4 separate regions of the Gossypium hirsutum genome follow, and regions 1, 3 and 4 are each linked to region 2. The links are chromatin contacts, called in public Hi-C maps. All regions are on one chromosome and are shown on one strand. The core of a region is the stretch at or near the end of the contact, and the rest is flanking DNA. Distances in the headings are between cores, read along the strand shown. Region 1 holds the start of LOC107912587 (protein PHOX1). Region 2 holds the start of LOC107913058 (NEDD8 ultimate buster 1). Region 3 holds the start of LOC107897923 (calcium uptake protein, mitochondrial). Region 4 holds the start of LOC107897924.

Region 1 (5,254 bases), core at 2,456-4,955, 130 kb before region 2:
ATGCAGCTAGTAATAACAAATCAATCAGGTAACTATTGCAACTAATGAACTCGGCATGTTTTTTTCCTACTTGTTTTGAGGGGAGAAGCTGATGAAGACCAAAGCAGAAAGCTTAAAAAAAACATCGGATCCCTGCTCTCATGCTTCAACTCCTCCCCAACACACGTATTGATGTAAATTGAACCTATTTCTTCAAAATCACATCACACAACTTTCAGCAATCCAATAGTCTCTCCATTGAATCTGAAAGTTCAAGACTGATACTTGATGTAAAAGATAATGGCAAGAAAACCTGCACAAGGGATGCTCCTATGTTATTCATGGCAATGAATGGTTTAAATAAATTGCATACAATTTTCTGAAAACATAGAAATTGGATGTCACAAACCAGTTTAGCGAACATATCTAAAGTGAAATTTTGAAGTGCATAATATGAATTGCAAAAGATTTCGTGACATGGTCAATTGCTTTTTGTACTAAAGAAAGAATCAGCTTACCTAACTTTAATGCAGTACTTCATATCACTTCAGATAATATGAAGCATTTAAGAATGGTCTTTTGACCAAACGTTCTCCTGTAAATCCCAATCAAAACAGTATGGAACTTATGCATGCTCCAGTGCATGATAAATTTTGGAAACTCGCCGTCTAAGTAATGGTTCTAGTCGCCATAATGGAATCTTGCTCTGCCACTTTTTAGCTTCATACATCTCATTCCATGCCTGTATTATCTCGTCAATCTTAAACCCTAAACCTGCAAGTGATAGAAAGGTAAGTTAGTGCTTTTTAAGGGGTAAGCAGATGTCCAGTTGATGACACAAAGTTATGAATTTCTAACCATAGGTTACCTTCCAAAGCAATGTTATTTGAACAGTGGTTCTTTACCATAACAGCTACATCAGTGGGAGAAGCTCCAGCATGCTCAAACTTCTCAACAGCAACCTCCAAACATTCATGCCAGACAGGTAGCCCTAGTTTAAATTCCATGTTCGAACGTTCGTAAAGTATGGTGCCCCATAAAATGTTTATCAGAGCACTCATGTTGATTGCCTGCTCTGCTGCTTCATCTGCTGTTATATCTTTCAGTAAACCATCCAATCCCATTTTCTTCAACTGCTTTTGTTCATCCTTCAAATCAGAAAGCTCAAGCAGGCGCTGCTGTTCTAACTCTTCCCACATCTGCATACCCCTCTCCATATTTTCCTCGGCATTGTTATAAAGGTGCAGGACCTTCTCAGAAGGCCATGTTTCCATATCAACATTGTTGCCAATTGCATAATACCAAGAAAGTTTTGCCTGCTCAAACTGTTGTTGTGCTAGAGCTAGATGAGCTTCATAGAAATCTGGCTTGATTCTCAGTGCTTCCTCGTATCTCTTACCAGCTTTGCTATATTCTAATTGTGCATAATCATAGGTTGTTTTGATCTGCTTAAGTACAGATTCTCTCGAACCATCTTCAGTGAAGTATACCCTCTTCCTTGCCCTGGACATGTGAACATTTCCCCAGTTGAACAATGCTAATGCTGTCATCTCTTGGAATTTCTCAGCTGCCATGTCGAAAAGATCCTGTGCCTCTTCACTTGTAACTATGTCCTCCATGGCCTCAGAATATTGCTTCATACCAAGCTCATGGAGATTCAAGTATGCGTCTAAATCAAACCCAACATAGTTCTTGAATAGTTGAGCAAACTCAATTATCCAGTCATCGATGCAACAGGATTCTTTTCTGGTTTCCACAACTTTTCTGGCATGGCCATTTTCAGTTGCCTTACCTTGTTTGATGTCAAGAATGTGAACTTCCTCATGCTTAAATCTCTCAAAGAGTGGATCCTGCTCAGGATTGACTTCTACAACATACAGCCTCACAGAACCCTGGGATTCTGCTGATATTTCAGCCAATTTCAACTCTTCATCACTGGTGATTGTGACTAAATCACCTTCTTCATCTCTGTATTTGACAAGAACTGCTCTCAAACTAGGAAATCGATCATGAATTACTTCCCTTAGTTGCAGAAGGCTGCAATTAAGTGGTAACTGAGCGCATCTTATATCTTCACCCAAAATCAACTTGACAGTCTTCTTTGGTTCTTCCGCTTTACTGCTAATTTTCTCCTCTATAACCAGTTTATCCTCAGCCTTCTTTTCCTCTACATTTCCATCAACCTCCTTCTCCTCAATTCGATCCGCAGCCTTGTTATCTTTAGCTTTACTGATCTTCTTCTTGTTCTTCTTCTCGGTTTTCTCTTCGACAACTTCCGGAATTTGTGAATCCCTTGGAGGTTCAACAGATTCTTCAGCTTTACAGATCTTTTTCTTGTTCTTCTTCTCTGTTTTCTCTTGGACAACTTCCGAAATTAATGAACCCTTTGGAGGTTCAACAGATTCTTTAGCTTTGCTGATCTTCTTCTTGGTTTTCTCTTTGACAACTTTCGGAGTTTTCGAAGTACTTGGAGGTTCAACGGATTCTAGAAGCAATTCAACAGGTAAACCTTCTTTCTCAAGTGAGCTTCTTACCCTTTCTGAAATCTCTAATGCCATGACATTATTAGGCTCCATGTTAAGAACTGTATTAACATCTCTGAGAGCTAATTCCAGCCTATTCAAAGATTCGTAACACCTGGCTCTCTTTACAAGTGCCTTGCTATACTTGGGAGTAACCTCTAATGCCAAATCACACTCATGGATAGCCTTGGGGTACTCACTCAATCCCATCTGCATATAACATGCAGCAATATTAGTCCTAAGATGGCATACATCTATGTGATTCTTTGGAAGCAATTTGAGAGCCTTCTCATATGTCAACATTGCTCCTTCATGGTCCCTTTTCTGAAACAGTTTGTTCCCCTCTTCTTTCAGTTCTTGAGACATGGCAATGAAAACTGCCGTGTCTGAATCATATGATTTCGAACTATTGTCTCCAACTTTCTTTTGCTTCACATTATTATCCCCTGTTTGCTTCTTGTGCTTTCCACTATGCTTCCCCATTGTAAATCCAACCCCAACTATATTACGTGACTCAATCCAGAAACCCTGACCAAGAAAACAAATCCCTACCCTGGTCCTGAACTAACTTCTTACACAAGTTTAAAAAAGCTCAACCCCAGTAGCTAAAACCACAAGCAACCTCCCACCACCAAAAAGACCTTAAAACACTTAAAAACTTTTTACAACTTTTAATATGAATAAAGATTCAAAAACCAGTTCAAATACAGCAGATATGACAAGCACACCAAAACAAAAGCTCTTAGACACCTAAAAAGAATTAAAACCCAGATACCAAAATGGGAATAGAAAAAATATATATTATCTTTACCACCTCAAAACTAGAAGCTGTCAGCCCTTAACGAAGTATTAAGAAATCCCAGTTGAGAGAGAAACAGAATAATAGGCAGGCTCAGTTTCAGCTAGAAAGATAAGACCTTGATGCAAAACCAAAAATAAAGAAGGAAATTAGAAGGCAAGGGATTATTTATGTAGGGGAAATGAGGTGTGGAACTTTTCCAGGAAAATTGAAAAAGATAATGTTTTTGTGAGAAAATGGAATATGTGTGTGTTGTAGGGAGAATACGGAAGAAAAGAAAACAGACCAACGTTTTCTGTTTTATATTTTAGTGTTGCTCTTTTTTTTTTTTCTTTTTTTTTACAACGTGAATTTCAGCTTAACGTGAACGCCACAAAAAGCTTTCTTTGTGTGTGTGTGTGTCTGTGCGTGTTTTTTTTTTTTTTTCCTCCTCTATATTTCAAACGCAAATTGCTTTAAGTTTTTTTTTTTAAATTCAGAAAAAATAAAAAGGACCCATTTTCCAAGGGATTCCAGGTTCCTTGGCTATGTTTGATAAAACGGCCAAAGGCAGAGATTTTTTTTTTTTGACTATTGGCACCTTCATTTGTCATTAAAGAATAAACTTGTCAGCTTCTTTAGATTTTGCTACTTCCAATCCAAATAATTATAAAAATCTAATTATATTTATTTAGTAATAGCTTAATAAATTTGGTTTGAAGTTTTATAAATTTTAATCCTAAAGGTTGAATCGTTGATGTATGTAGGAAAAATATACAAAACAATTTTTTAAAATTATTTATGAAATAAATAAATAAATATTAAAGCAATAAAAAAGAATAGTAAAACACGTGGCAAAGGTTCAGAATTCCTTAGCTTGAAAGTTGAAGGGCAGGTTGGCAGAAGTCATGTTTAAAATATATGATAAAATAGAAATGTTTGTCTTGTAATTTCAACCACATATATAAGTAATAAATAAAAAGCGTGAAGTGTGGTGGGTCTGAAGCAACTTCCAAAGCAAGTTGGAGTGCAAACGGTAAACGGCAAGACAAGTGTTGTTGGAAAGTGGTAAGAAAGATTCCTACAGAAACGTGATGTTGACTATTTACTTTTGTTAGGAGTCACCGCCACAATCCCAATGTCCTCCGCCCTCCTTCTCTACGCAACTCTGAAAATTTCAAATTTTTTCCTTGAATGATAAAAAAATTCCGTATTGTAAATCCTTGAAATTATCTTTTTCATTCAAGTTCACATCATCTTTTCCATTGAAGCTCGTGATGTGATAACTAATGCGATGGACATAATAAATTAATGATATGGTAATAAAAGTAGTGTTATATATTAGTAATTATCAACTCAAGTCCTATTAGGGATTCGAGTCTTCGATCCATGATCTAGATAGGTTCCACCTGAATATTAGGTGCAAAGCGAGCTACGAGAGGATAGCAAGGCGAGCTCCCGAGCCTTACTTGTAGAGCAAGTTCACAAACTCAGCACGCAAGGCAAAGCCAAGGACTCAGCTCGTAACACAAGACCACAGACCCAACTCGTAGGGACCTAAGGAGCTTGCAAGTAGGGGCCACATGCTCCGTTATGTTTAGCGGGTACGAAGCCTGCCTAGAATGTCAATCCCAAGAACAGAAAGGATCGTTTGTCCTATAGACACGTGCTCAGCAAACTTGGAGTTCGCAGAGAATGTCAGTATTAGAGACAGAAAATGTCAATACTAGAGATAGCAGAGTCAAGACAAAATAGTGAGGTCCTATCATAAGCTATAATAACATCTATAACAACATGTATAAATACCCGAACACTCCTATCAATAACATACGAGAAAATATTACTCAACAATTGGTGCAGTGAGCGTAGACGAACTTCTAATCATCAAATTTTTTGAAGTTTGATTAAGTTTTCTTCAATTTTCGAAGCAAATGGCTCACTAGAGTGAAAATTTCCCTCTTAACTCTTCACCAGG
Region 2 (5,174 bases), core at 30-2,529:
AATTGTACTTTTTGCCCTCCCTGGTTTTCAAGTTCAATATTGAAGTCTTCAATTGGTAGTGAACCATCTACATGTCTCTTGGAAAGTGCAGTGGCTGCTGCCCTGCCCATAGAGATAACTATGGATTAGTCACTCGTTAATTTGCAAAACGATATGCAATGGTACTTACAAAATGAACAGAAAGGAACTATTATCCATCCCACCGAATCTTGAAAAGATGATCATTTCATAATGCAGGAAAACTGTAAAACTGTAAAACTGTAGCATCCATTAAACTTTTCAAAGGTAAGATGGAAGTCTTTGGTCCATCTAAAACGTTCAAAGAGGAAGACGCATTTTTCAGAGTATTCCCCCACTTCGAAAAACAACAGTAGACGCTTGATATCATCTCAACTTAAGGTAAACCATAAAGGACCAACATCTCTCAAAGACTCAAACACTGCAAAATACTAACATTTGACACTATCAATTTAATCATAGACTTCAAAATACAGTACCACAATGATTCTAAGACAGAAAAATACTACAATTCCATCAACTACATGGAAATACTTATACATCCCAAGAACACAATTCCTTTTGGCATAATAATATATGATTGATAACCCTAAACCCTAAAAGAATGAACGTAATCATAAATTTCCTTATTATAAGAATAAATTTGGTAACTTCGATTAAACCCAGAATTTCAATAAAACCAAGAACCCAATCAACCATTAAAAAGAAAAAAAAAGCACTCAGTTTATACAGAAATATTGAATACTATTAATTACGCATTTAAAAGAAAACAAAGGGCGAGAGAAAAGGAGAGAGTTGACCAAAAAGACTCACTTGACTCGAGCAAGTCTGCGAGAGCGTTCTTCCTCGGCCATCAATTCTTGTTCCAAGGACTTGCCTTCATCAACGGAGACACGGGTGGCAAGAATCTTAGCATTGTTTCTGATACCCAATTGGGTTAAGTTTTGAGAGCCATCGCCATCTTTCAAAACTTTACCAGCAGATATAAGGTTGATAGAGTCAGGACGTTGGGCATTTGATCGTTTGGCGACCTCTTCCCTCAGCATTGCCACCGTCCAATTCTCCAATTCTAAGTCTATCACCCCTACCCATGTCCCTGCGATCCTCAATTTCGCCATCCCACAATATAATTTCCTGTTCTCCCTTGCAAGAAAGGAATAAAAAGTCGAATGTGAGAAAGGGTAAAGACTTCTCCAGTGAGGACGGGGCGTCTTATGTGTATATATAGAGGTTGTAGAGAAACAGATAGTAAAGTTCAACGGTATCTTAGTGAGCAAGTTCATGAATTTTTATGGTTAAATTCTGCTATTAGTCCCTTGTACTTTACGAGAGTTGAAAATTTAGTCCCTATACTTTTTTATCAATTTGATCTTTTTTTTTTTTGAATTGATCACTTTTAGTCCTGTACTTTTTAAATTTGAAGTGTTAGTCGTGGCCCAAACAATATCAATTAAATTTTTTGGTTAAATTCAATTACTAGTCATGTACTATATGTACAGCTATAGATTTAGTTTATTTTCTCCAAATGGATCATTTTAAATTCCTATACTTTTCAAATTTTAAAATTTCAGTCTTAACGCAAATGATAATCGTTAATCCATTAACTGATTTTTTAGTAAGTAATACGGAGAAATAATAAGCTAAAATGGCATTATACATATTATAATGCACATCAAATTTTAGGAATAGTAGAACTCTACCTAATGAATTTAACAATTACTATTTGGTGAGAACTGAAAATTTTAAATATGAAAAGTACATAGATTAAATCCATAACTTTTACAAAATACAGTGATTAATAGAAGAATTGAACCTATTTTTAATTCCACTTCTACTTTGGTTTCCACGTGGTCTTACTTTGTAATACTCCCAACTATGAGTTGTGATTAGGGTTGAGCGTTCAGTCGAATTGAATCAAATCAAATCGAGTAAAAAAATTTAAGTTAATCGAGTTGATGAGTCATGTTTTCTCATTGTAACTCAAATTAAAATTTTTTCGATTTGAGTCAAATCGAAGGAAACTGTTTCAGTCATATATATTTGAAAAAAATTCAAAGTAAAATAAGATAATAAACTTAAATCGTTAATTAATTAGGTCCCAAAGTATTAATTTAGAAAAATTTTAAAATTTTAACTTTCTTTATATATTCCTTAGATTTTTTTTTAAATTTGAATAATTTTTCAAAAAATATAAATTTTGAAATTTTTATAAATATTTTGATTTTTACTTTTTTTGTAATTTTTGTTGAGAGAAAGAGACTAATTTGCTCATTTTCAAAACTGACAGGGACCAAATGGGTATATACACCAATCAGTTATTTGAATTATTCTAGTTATTCAAATTATAAAATTCAACTCGATTAGAACTCGAATTACTTATTTGAGTTGACTCGAAAAAATCAAATAACTCAATTCGATTAACTCACCTCTAGTTACGATTCAAAATTTAACTTATTCAATTAATTTTGGCTTAAAGGTGTAAAAAGCCCTCAAACTTTTTCCAAAAAAGCAATTAAGCCCCTTCTTATTTTTTACACTTAATTGAGCACTTGAACTTTCAAAATGCATCAAAAAGGCCCTCAAACTTCTTTAAAAAAAGCAATTAAATCCCTGCTATTTTTTCACTCAATTGGGTACTTAAACTTTCAAAATATACCAAAAAGACCCTCAATTTTTTTCAAAATAGCAATTAAGCCCCTGCTCTTATTAAAAATTAGAAAAAAATAACAATAAAATAATAAAATTTAATAAAATATAAAAATGTAACGTCCCAAAATTCTTATTATTGTTATTGTGAAAATATGACACAATTGTGTATCGGCATTTGTGGTTAAGTGCTTTAAGTGAGTCTGGGAGGTCTTGAGTTCAAGTCTTGACTTTGGCAAATTTTAGTATTTTTCTGACTTAACCCCTATTTCTAGCTAGTAGGCTTTTAATTAAAAGTTTGTAAGTACTTACCAAAATGAGCCTGCTGGTCTGGTGGTTAAAAGAAGTGTTGGTTGGCAGAGGGTTAGAAGTTTGAATCCTTGCATGAGTGTAAGGACAAATATATTTTTATTTGCTCGTCAGTTGGAGAGTTTGAGTTGTATTGGAAATCTGAGTAGTGGCAGTTTGGTAGAAAGAATTTAGGGAAGTGGATTTTGGGGTTATCAAATTTTCTAAGTATTATCGTTTTCTTTTTGTAAAATTTTGATTTTCTCAAAACTCTCCACCTTTCTAATGCCATCTCTTCTCCCTTTCTTCACCTTTTGTTTTTATGTTGTCAAACATGAATTTTTTCTTTCCATTATTCTTTCTGTTTCTGTCTCTTTTGTTGGTTACCACACATTCGTTTCGTTGGGTCAATTTTCGTCGCACGTTCTGGTAAGTAGAGTTTTTGCTCTCTCTAACTTACGATTTTTTTCCAACTTTGGTTCGGGGGTTAGTGAAGTTTGGTAGTAGCATCCGCGTGGATTAAAGGTCTCATTGTGCTATTACTTAACCAACTGTTTCGAGGTTCTGGGGTAAGCTTTTCATCGCTTAAGGGATGCGTTTCTCGTTTCAGATTTAGATTTAGTTCGATCGATTAAGTGATAAATTGAGTGGAATTGGTCAATTATAGGTTCTGAAGTTCTCGGGGATTGTTGTAGCATCAATCGATACCAGGTGTGTACTCGAAACACAAAAATAAGGGATTCAGCGAAAAGCTGATATTACTTGTTGTTTGGACAACAATAGTAGGCTAATTTTAAAAAAATAACCAAAAATTGTAGGAATCGAGTTAGTGGGTGAAAAAAATATGGGATTAAATATATTTGAGTCTAGTTACTCATAGAAGAAACAGAGTAAGAAAAAGAATTTCATATTATGAGAAAATGGAATTTTAGTGAGACAGGGTCAGGATAATTTCAGAATCCCCTGTCCTGACTTCTGAAATTATTAAAAATTGTATAAAAATAATTATGGGTTATATTTTATGTTTTTAAAATCTTGAATGAGTCTATTTTCAAGATATACAAACAGGAACATTGTCCAAAATCTGTACGAGAAGATAATTAATTTTTAGTACAAAAAGGTCAAAACTGCTAGACAGTAGAGTAAAGGAAAATTTAAAGAATAAACTTTACTTATTGGCTAAACCAAAAATTCTAAAAATTTTATGGTAAGAAAATATGTGAGTCTAGTTTCAGGTAAAATTTGCGGATCTTAATTCGAAATTATGTAGCTTAAGATACAAATAATTTAGTAACAGTGACTTAAGTAGATAACTTTGAAGGATTATATAAGTAAATAGTGGAAACACATATGAATAGTTATCTAGCATGGGTTACACTAAAACGGATCACGAAGCCAAAACCAATTTTGGCATTGTGGCCTGTAATGGCCCAAATTTGCCTAGCCTGATACAGATATTAAAACCCAAATAAAAAATTTAAAATTTAAAAGTCCAATAAAATCAATCCAGTTTACAAACCAAAATAAATCAAACCTAAGCCCAAGTTACCAGCCCAAATACAGCCCTAGCCCGAATGACCACTAGCCCTAACCACAAATTAGAAAACCCTAACAGCTTGCAGCGAGCCATCGTGCCGCAATCAACACACCGCCTTCCCTCGCACGTGCTCCTCCTTCTCCCTACGCCTCCACGCGCTGCGCCGTGCCACGTCACCGTACGACCGTACCTGCAAATACACACACACAAGAGCAGCGAAGAAACAACAAAAAAGAACAAATAACAGTAAAAAATTGGGGATTTTCAATTTTTTCATTTTTTCTGGCTATATAAAAGCCAAATACGCATTGTAAATGGTTACAGACAATATCGATATACAAAAAAGAAAAAAAGCAAAGAGTTTTTGGAAGGTGATTCTTTTTTCTCTCCGATTCTTTATTCTTTCTGCTGATTCTCTCTTCTGCTCTTTTTTTTATTCACCATATGAGGAAAAGATAATAGAAAGATGTTGGGAAACCAGAAAAACATACCTCGAGGCCTTTTCTGATCGGTCATTGGCAAAACGGCGCTGAGCCCTTCTTCAGTTTAGGTTTTGTTTTAGTTTCTTTTTAGGGTTTATTTTGGTTTTAAATGCGGGATTTAAGACGTCACTGTTCAAAGCCAACATAATGGCACTGAAACGGCGTCGTTCTGAGACCCAGATCTGCGTGGTGACCCGACCCGA
Region 3 (4,686 bases), core at 1,249-3,748, 180 kb after region 2:
TTGACAAGAAAAATATCAAAATGGGCAAAGTTCTATTTATTCATCGAAGGAACTAGTTTACAAGACAATCCATGATTTTTACATATATAAAAACTCGTAGAAAAATATAATATATACACCTATTGTTATCCATGTATTATATATAGAGGAGATTCATTTACTTCAAGGAAAGCATACGATGAAATGAGATTTTTTATTATTATCCATAATATATATATATATATATGAGAGGCTACGGATGACCATTCATTCACCTTGGCTGGTATCCATAACAACAATAGGTTTTGATTTTCAAGAAGCAACTGATCTGCCTTGTTTGACTCAGTAAAGTATATATATCTTCCAATACATTGTAAGATGATGATCATCTCACAAATCAAAGGAAACAGCTTTGAATTGGATCATTTTGCTGCACAACTTAGCAGGCAAGATATCAATCCCTTCGACTCTGCTTTAGGCTGAGAGTCGTCCCGTTCACGTCTCTGTACTACTTTCACAAACTCATCTGAGCTTAAACTCCCATCTCGATTTGTATCGAACACATGGAATATTATGTCTACCACGTTATCAGTTAAGGATACTTCACATACCTTCAACAGTTTCCCAACAACATGCACCATTAGTATTCACAAAAGAATAATAGGTAATTAAAATGTCAAAACATCTAAGCACCCCATTTACTTGAACTAAGATAGTTTGCAATACATACTTTGGATGCAGCTCTTTGGAAATCCTTCTTGGTTAACACCCCATTTACTTTTCCATAACTGAAAATCGCTAGCGAAAACGGTTGAAGCTTTTTTCGTAGCTCAGCAAAACTTTTGAATTCTTCAAAAGTAATCCGCACATCTTTAAGATGTGACTCCTTGTCGATTTCATCAACACGATCCAGCAGCTTACTTATGTCGCTAATATCAGCAGAGGCCACCAACGACAATGCGAAATCTTTAGCTGATATTGTTCCATGTACCTTGTAGTCGTAATGGGAAAACTCCAACTTCAAAATCTACAACATTCAAAGGTAGAAATCAGTTGCTTGCTTTCCAAGTAATAAGTCAAACTGATTGTTTTGAGTGACACATACTTCCTCATGTAAATCTCTTAAAAACTGGACAAATGTGTCGTGCTTTAGACAAGTCTTGCCATCTTGTCCGAAGAAATACTCTACCAAGCCCCCATTTTCTACAGGCTCTGCAACTTTAAGGCCAAGTCTCAGTCCATCCCTGTGGCGAGCCGCTTGCTTATTTTGTGATCGCATCAATGTCATCACTTTCTTGAATTCTTCCCTATCTATTTCTCTGTTTGTAATCAAAATATTATTATTGTTAGTATTTTGTCAAACAAGTGAGCATCGAACCTTGTTAGAAGTAACACACACCCGTTATGGTCAAGGTCGAACATTTTAAAAGCAACTGAGAAGCTTGATTCAGGGATGCTAAGAAGTGTAACAAAGAAGATGTACCTGCAAGTGTGACACAGGAGAAATGATTACGGACGAGTTAATTATAGTGTATTACTATTAGATATGAATAAACAGTTGGAAACTTACTCTGGAAAAGAGATGAGTCCATCATTGTTGGTATCAAAAAGCATGAAAAATTTGGAAGGGGGACAATGTAACTCCCCAGGCTTTACCCATTCCCCTCTCAGAGAACCCTCTCGAACACGATTTGATCCCGAGGGAGGAAATACAGGGACCAGTGCCCGCATCAAATCCCCCGGTGTCATAAGAACATCTCCTTCCGGAGTGCTATACGATGCAAAGTAATCGAACACCTGATTCATAGACACAATTCTTAGTTAAATGGCATTTTATTTTGGTTCTCAGATTATCTCTAAGCACTTGCCTAATAGAAAATATTATGTAATCAACATTGTAAATGTTTTTTTTTTTTAAACCTTTTCAGGGGGACTTTGCAACCTTATGCGTTTCTCATAATTGAAGAAGACTCTTCTCCTGTATGATTCTGAAACATTAATTTAAAAAGAGAAAAGATTAAACACGTAATTTCCAGCAAAGGATTTAAAATCGATGCTTCATCAGTTCAACAAGACTACCTCCAAAGAGATACTTGGATTTCTTGTCGGGAATCCCATGTTCGAACTGATCAGCAACGCTATCAGGGGCCCATGTTGCCCCATTAGGGGCATCCGCAAAAGAAACCCAATAATTGCTATCAAAAGAAGACCGAGAAAAGTAGCAAAAGCCTAAAGTAGAGCCAGCAATCAAAACCCCAGTAGAGACTGATCTCAACAGTTGGTCTCCCCCACTGTTTTTGTCACCGGCGGCAGTGGACCCACCAGCAGAGGAAGGTTTCTTCAACAAGCTCAAAAATGAAGAAGAAGAGTCCTTTGATTGGTTAAACACCGGACGAACACTATTCGACCGTTGATTAGCAACCACTTGTTTGATTAATGGTGAGGATTTCCTGAGAGATGGCAAAGAGAACATATTACGGTTTCGCTTATCGTATGCTTTGGGTGAATCGGTGCTATTTTGTTTTTGGTGATGATAATAGAATTTATAGAAAGTTGGGATAATTTTGACCGAGAAAATTGGCGGCCGATTTTGATTACTACTATAATACCATATGGTTAATATTCGATGATTTTGTTCGTTTCTCCATTTTAGATCCGATTTTCTCTCTTACCAAGCGAACATGATCATTTTCATTAACTGACAACAGGAAAAAATCTGTCGGAATAAAGCTTATCCCTTTTATCTCAACCCATTCCCGATATGTTTGGTTTGTTAAACTGGAATAAAGCTTAATTGAATGATTATTCTCTATAAATTCCAACATAATTTGTAAAACCATAATGCATGTCTACACGTAGAGCCAACATTCCAAAATTTAACATCAATACTTGGTTACAAATGTATAATAAAATAATAAACAAAAGATTAGCCTTTGATTTACATGACCTTTTAATAGTCAAGCTGATTTAGCTATATGAGAAAGATGAATAAGTGAGAAATGAAAACCCTAATCAGCCACCATCTAAACTTATGGTTGGAAACATGCTTTTATATCACAAATAATTACATCTACAGCATACTCACATTTCACTGTCCTATCCTAAAGTTGCATCTCGTCCCCTAAAATCACTACCACAGCCATAACCATAACCTTTAATTTGTGGAAATAAACATTCTCAACCATACTAATCACATAAAAAGTGGAAAACTTAAAAACAAAATCAAAAAAAAAAGTGAGCATTTTCATTCGAAGAGCAAAAAAAAACTTACTCAGCGCAATCACCTAAAGCTAAATTTAATTTTTTTAGAACTTTTCTTGAATGAGCATTTTAGAGCTAATACTTTTACTTAATTCATGAACAACTGGGTAAGAATTGGAGTAATTACACGAATAATTATACCAAAATCTAATTATCTTATGGCTTTCCAAACACTCATACATGATTTAACTTTAAAAAAGTATTTTTTTATACAAGTTTAAGTTATGAAAATTATATTATAAACATAAACAAGTATGAATGGTTGTGATGGTTATGACAAAAATTTCTAAAGTTATATTATAAATCCTAAAAAATTATATTATAAAAATAATGTGTGTATATTTTATAAAGTTATAGCAAAAAATAATATAATATAAACCCTAAACGAAATTCTAAAGTTATAGCCAAAAAGTATATTATAAAAAATAATTTGGGTTCTATAAGAAGTATTATAATATACTTATTTATAAAAAGTTATAGCTAAAAAATATGTGCATAATTTATTTATTTGTCCATGCTATATAAATTATAAAAACTAATATACTTATGTATAAAAAAGGTGTTCAAAAGTAATTTTCTAAAGTTATGATAAAAAATTATATTATTTATAAGAAGTATTATGAAAATTGCTGAAAACTTTTATAAAGTTTATATACTATATATTATTTTTACTTATTTTATGTATAAAAAAGATTATAACATAGCTTAATTTTTTTTCCAAATTAAGTTTATATAAGTTTTTTATAATTAAAATTACAAAATATTTGCATAATGAACCCAAATAATATGTGGTAGATGCTAGGTATTCAAAAAAAAGTAATCTTACACCATGTTATGGGGTACGATACCATTTGAGAAATTAGAGCCAAGCACTAGAGGTAACTCGCAAACTCTTTAATTTGATACATTCAAAGCTTTAAAATGTGGTTGACAGGACATTTGTTGTTCTAAAAAAGATTTCTCATTACCTCAATATAACATAAAAAAAAAGTTGGATCGTATGTGCTAACATGTTGTATATTTCATAACTTCATTTGTAGGTGGAATTGAGATGATTTATACTTTGAAGAGTACATGAGAAAAGAAGATATTGATGATCTTAATGATACATATTTAGATTCAGATAATAAATAACTTTATTAAGGACCAACAAATGATGAAAGGAGTATATGTTAAATGTTAGAAAGGGAATAGCCCAATAAATATGTAATGCTAGAGCAAATAGATAAGTGACATAAGCAGCGATGGTCATTCGACAGGAGTTAAAAAGAGAATGATGCCTAGCTTCAGGGAGAGAAAGAGAAGGCAAATTGATTGGTGGCCTTCCCAACTTGAACGGTTGACGGTGGCAGCACTAGGCTTTTTCTTTTTGTTGGAAAGAGAAAACATGAAAAGATAAAAAGTCTTCTAATTAGATGTTTATGCAAGTATCAAGTGAGTCTTGAG
Region 4 (5,048 bases), core at 1,174-3,673, 230 kb after region 2:
ACTTTCACCCTATACGCAATTTGGTCCTTATACTTAATAAGTTTTAATTCATGCAAATTCACTTAACCAAAACCTAATTAACTATATAATTAATTTCGTAAATATTTTTCATAAATATTTACGAGTCCAATTTACGGGATTGGAGTCCCGAGAATGCACTTCCGACACCCCTGACTATCAGATCATTACAAGGGGTGTTACAACCTCTCCTTTAAATACCCTGAAGAAATATGGAGAAGGGATCGATGCCCTAGCACTCTAAAGTCACTCTGAGTAATTATCTCCTTAATCATTCTGTCCTCTTGTCATTATTCCAACTCTTGACCTTCTTAAATGAACCAACCTCCATTCCACCACCGTAACCTACTCCTTATTTTCCTCCCTTATTATACTCGGTATAAAAAATAAGTAAATTCAAAGGTAACATTAAACCATAAATGGGTTAGATATACCTCATTATCTTTTATAAAGAAAATAGGTCAGGTCTATAGTTTGCTAAGATCATGTTAGGTATATCTAAATCCTCAACATATTGACTTCTGAAATTTCAATATTCTAAATCAAATCAATATATAAATAAATTAAATAATGCAGCATGGACAAAGCTTTTGCTTTTTCTAGGGACTATCAATTCCAAAATTGAGAGTTAATTTGCTGAATGGCAACCCTTTAGTTTCTTTATTTTGATGAAACTATATTATATAATGTCATTGTACAATGCTTTCGGCTCCTCCAATAGCACAAGTAATTTTGCAAAATTAAATTATCGCAAATTATTATCGTTTTATATGTTTCACTATCTACCTTTCAATTAACAATTGATACATTTGCTAATTAAGAAACGCGGGAAAAAAAGTGAAGATTTTTCTTGATAATGGTGTCAAAAAAGGAAAACATAAATGCTATATTTAAATGAAATTGGTGATTTTTCTTTTTCTTTTTTCCTTCTTTCAGCAGTCCGCACAAACTCTTTTCTTTTCCAGAAAAGGACAGAGGCAAATGAAGAGCGCTAACACCAGTGTCTGCTTGATTGAATTCTAAAGTTTGAGGTTGGAGTTGAAAAAAATTAGTGTTGGGAAAATTTTGTTTGATTCAATTCCAAATTTGAACAATGATACCTAAAGATCTCATTAAAGAAATGATACAGCATTAACTTCGTTGAACCTTAAGGCAATTTTAATATCTATATATTGTTTTTAAAAAGACCGATTAGTCGGGTCGATTGGATTAGAAATCAATCAATTCAAAATAAAGAGTTGAATCAATATGTTTTATTTTTTAAAAATTATAATTTTTTAGATAATTTATTCAATTATATTAGGCAAACTAATTAAATTAAAAATTAATGGTATAACCAGTTGGACTATTAATCAGAATTTAAAAACCTTGTTTCATAAAAAAAAAGAAAAAAAAGTGAATTAGAACTTTTTATAATTTAAATTCAGTGCACCCCAAAGCAGTCTAAAAGAAACAGATGGAGACATAAAATTTGATACGCTTTACCCACCCTTGCATTTCTCCTCCATAAATACTGCTTTCTTAGCTGCCTCTTTATTATTTTGAAATGCTTTATTCGGTCCACTACCCAAATTTGATTAATTCAACCAAAATACTAATAATTGCGTTCAGCATGCATTAAGTTATAAATTGACTATATTCATGTTAAGTGTATATTCCTATATTCGGGTTAAAGCTGTTGTGTTTCATATGCTTAAGGATATCCTTTTTCAAACCTCTATCTGAATTTTAGGTCCTTTTCACCGAAATTCATACATACCTGCTCACTAAAAACATGTTTTCCCACAGATCCCAGATACAATATATATGATTTTTAACTGTTTATGATTGGCTCATCATTTTTGGGTAGGTTATTGAATTAAATAACCTTCAATGTCACCATTTTTGTTGGTCCTTGTAGCTTTTAAGCTCTACACTAACCATTGCTCATAACAGTGACCAAATATCAATAGCTTTTAAGCTCTACACTAACCATTGCTCATAACAGTGACCAAATATCAATAAATCACAGTTACATCTTTTAATAGCGTCGAACTAAAATTTCATCACAAGAAATCTAAAATTTTTGTGAACGTACGGTTCTTCCAAATGAATCAGTGTGTTAACTGAAACAGGCAAATTAGGTAGGCATAGCAAAGATTAAATTCTGAGATAAAGAGGCTGTTGGTTGAAAGTTATGGGCCATATTTAAGCAACCATTCCCTATCATGTTTATGGGAAAAAGGTCAGCCTAGCCTACATCATTAAGTCCTTTTTGCCAGCGCCTTAAGCTTAACGCCAATATGCACCTGTAATCCAGACCTAGAAAAAGGAGAAAAAGTTTATTGTAATGCCCAAAGGAACCCTACAATAAAAAAACAAAAATAAAAAAACAAGGTGGGTAAGTTCCTAAAGACATTTATATTTCACTATTTCATTTGGTGTCATTCTCAAATTTCTATTAGAGCAACCAGAGAGAGAGAGAGAGAGTTCACAATCCCTATACACCCACCACATTTATTTACTCTTTCACCTTTCTTATCTCTTTTTTATATATACCCCCTTGGAGGGTTGGACCACCCACGTGAAACCATTACAACACCGCAAACCTCCAATCTTTTCAGCGTCCTATGGCATAAGCCAAGCTCCATTGCCATGGATTGGTACTCTTGGTTGTCAAAAACTGCCCTTGAGCCCTCACTTATCTATGACTATGGCCTTGCCTTCTCCCGTAATGAGCTTCAAAAAGAGGATTTAGCCTACTTCAATCATGAGTTTCTTCAGAGCATGGGCATATCAGTTGCCAAGCATAGGCTTGAGATTCTCAAGCTTGCTAGGAAGGAAGTTGGAGAAACCCCTAATAGCCTGTCCAAGCTCATTTTGGCAATCAACAAAACCAGAAAGAGCTTTAACAAGTATGTTAACAAGTTGGTTCACCATGAGAATAACTCGATTAAGCTGCTGCCGGAGCCGGGTCGTTATCGAGATCAGTGGAGAGGAGGATTGACAAGGAAGTGCAACAGTGAGAAGGAGGTGAACATTGAGCAGCCAGTGCGGAGAACCAGGAAGATAGCAAAATCTGGCCCCCTGGATTGTAGAGTACAAGAGAAGTTGCTTGCCCCTCCTAGGAGCCTAAAATTGTCAGGGCCACTAGACAGAAAAATGCAGGAGAATCTGGTGTTCAACTATAAGAGCCCTGTGACATCTGGTCCTATTGATATTGCAATTGCACAAGAGAGGTTGATTCTCACAACAAATAGGAGCCCAAAACTATCAGCACCTCTTACTTATGTAAGACCTCCAAGCCCAAAGATTCATGGTGACTACTACAAGGAAAAGACAGGCAGGGACTATGGTGATCAGACATTATGGGCTGCAATGTTTCAGGACATGAAACCCACTTGACTTCACGACATGTCTTTCATAGTTTTCAGTGGAAAGGTAAGATACATGTCATTCAGATGTTTCCTTCCACTCAGAGGGGCTTCCCTATATGCCTTTGCATCTGAACCTGATTCTGATATAAGGTTAGGGTGTCCCAAAATTAGTATACTAAAGTCGTGTTGGACGGTTTTATTTATCATCAACACGCATCTCATAGTTTTATACTCATTTTGAGTTCATTTCAGCTAAATTTTCGAAATTTATGGTTTGGTAGGATGTTTTTGAGTTGTAAAATCCTTCATTTTGGAAACCTTCATGTCCTTGTAATGAAAAAAGAAAAATAAACCATAGATTGTGTGCTGTGAGCTTTCTTCTAATTTCTGAGTTTGCAACTGTTTGGGAACAAGTTCCTGAACCAACTATTCTTAGTTTCATTTGCTGATATCCTGAGCAATGGTATGAAAATGAGCAGTAATACAAGGAACCAGATTCTTCTAGGTGATTTCCATATTTTCAGTAGTGTAAGAACGCTGTTCTATGTTGCTTGAAAGTAAAGTTTTGAGGTGCAGACATTAACTAGCTGCTTCACAAGTAGCAAACAAGTTTGATTTAGCTGCTCTGTAAAACAATAGTGTTATATTTCATCTGCCTGCAAGTGTCTCAAAAGTTGCGATCATTACCAACCTCTCTTATTCAATTTAACTAAATGTTGGTAACTCTCGGCATCTACATTCTTTAAATTCTTGTCTATAAATACAAATATAACTTTCTGTCTGTTCATTTAAACAAAGGGGCCACAGCCTACTGGCACATATAAAAAGCATGGTTAAAGGCTACACGTTTGCTTGTTTTGCAAGGATCCAGAGTTTTGATAGAACTTGGCAAAAGCTGATCAAAAGCCTGTTGAAAAGTTGTAGAACAGTTGGGATTTGGAGTTTTATTGCATTTGCCTTTGGTAGTTCCTTTATGAGTCCATATTACAATCCAAGTTGAAGGAGCTATTAGAATAAGAAGTCGGGAAAAGATGTATCTGATAAAAATTTGATTTGGTCTAAGTAAATTGATGAAGATATACTAGCTATTTCCGTTCTGTTTTCAGGCAAAATGAAGATAGTTTTATGGCATTTTGTGTTTGGAACCTAATGGTTCAATGCAAAATATAATACTTCATGTACAAAATCAATTAGAAAAAGAAGAGCCATTACTGCATTGGGTTTAAAAGTATTTAATAATTCCAGCTTGCATTAGCATCCTCCATAATCACAATACAGACCTACTTGCAAAGCCATTTATTAACAATGGTAATATGCCCCCATTATCAAGTTATCAACTACTCATCAACGCAATTCTAGACTAATTCTATAGCATGGATGTGTTTATGAGTAAATAGACAGGCATCTAAACATGAACTGCATTAAATAAAGTTTGTGAAGCAAAAACTTGCTAAAGTAAAAATAGAAATACCTAAGCTTAGCTCAATTGATTCATACAATACGGTGTCAGTAAGTTTGGGTTATATCAGCAACCCCATTTCTTATCTCTAAGCTGCAGCCTCCTTTATGTCAAAAAGAAAAAAAACATAGGTAGCCTAAGATGTGCTGCAAAAGTAGTCTTCCAAAATATCCCTTCCACACTCCGTCCCAAACAATCTTAGTGTAAGACCCAAC

What was found. A called contact is a pair of places that touch in the nucleus more often than the background predicts.
Region 1: a contact with region 2 is called in a Hi-C map of hypocotyl, with 2.1 times the contacts expected there. The contact joins the promoter of LOC107912587 here to the promoter of LOC107913058 in region 2. A contact is called at or near these places in 5 of 34 Hi-C or Micro-C datasets (callus, hypocotyl and leaf).
Region 3: a contact with region 2 is called in a Hi-C map of hypocotyl, with 2.2 times the contacts expected there. The contact joins the promoter of LOC107897923 here to the promoter of LOC107913058 in region 2. A contact is called at or near these places in 3 of 34 Hi-C or Micro-C datasets (callus, hypocotyl and leaf).
Region 4: a contact with region 2 is called in a Hi-C map of leaf, with 2.0 times the contacts expected there. The contact joins the promoter of LOC107897924 here to the promoter of LOC107913058 in region 2. A contact is called at or near these places in 2 of 34 Hi-C or Micro-C datasets (both in leaf).

The regions. Positions count from the first base shown.
Region 1 is chrD08:24,424,093-24,429,346 of Gossypium_hirsutum_v2.1, forward strand. It overlaps LOC107912587 (protein PHOX1), which reads right to left and starts at 3,706. Exons shown (of 3, transcript XM_016840833.2): 1 at 848-3,706; 2 at 498-753; 3 at 1-292. The coding sequence starts at 2,984. The coding sequence ends at 605.
Region 2 is chrD08:24,557,663-24,562,836 of Gossypium_hirsutum_v2.1, forward strand. LOC107913058 (NEDD8 ultimate buster 1) reads right to left here and starts at 1,280. Exons shown (of 11, transcript XM_041099260.1): 1 at 832-1,280; 2 at 1-102. The coding sequence starts at 1,136.
Region 3 is chrD08:24,736,166-24,740,851 of Gossypium_hirsutum_v2.1, forward strand. It overlaps LOC107897923 (calcium uptake protein, mitochondrial), which reads right to left and starts at 2,499. Exons shown (of 7, transcript XM_016823530.2): 1 at 2,059-2,499; 2 at 1,900-1,967; 3 at 1,550-1,776; 4 at 1,379-1,462; 5 at 1,085-1,298; 6 at 710-1,006; 7 at 14-590. The coding sequence starts at 2,452. The coding sequence ends at 402.
Region 4 is chrD08:24,789,310-24,794,357 of Gossypium_hirsutum_v2.1, forward strand. It overlaps LOC107897924, which reads left to right and starts at 2,424. Exons shown (of 1, transcript XM_016823531.2): 1 at 2,424-3,758. The coding sequence starts at 2,653. The coding sequence ends at 3,402.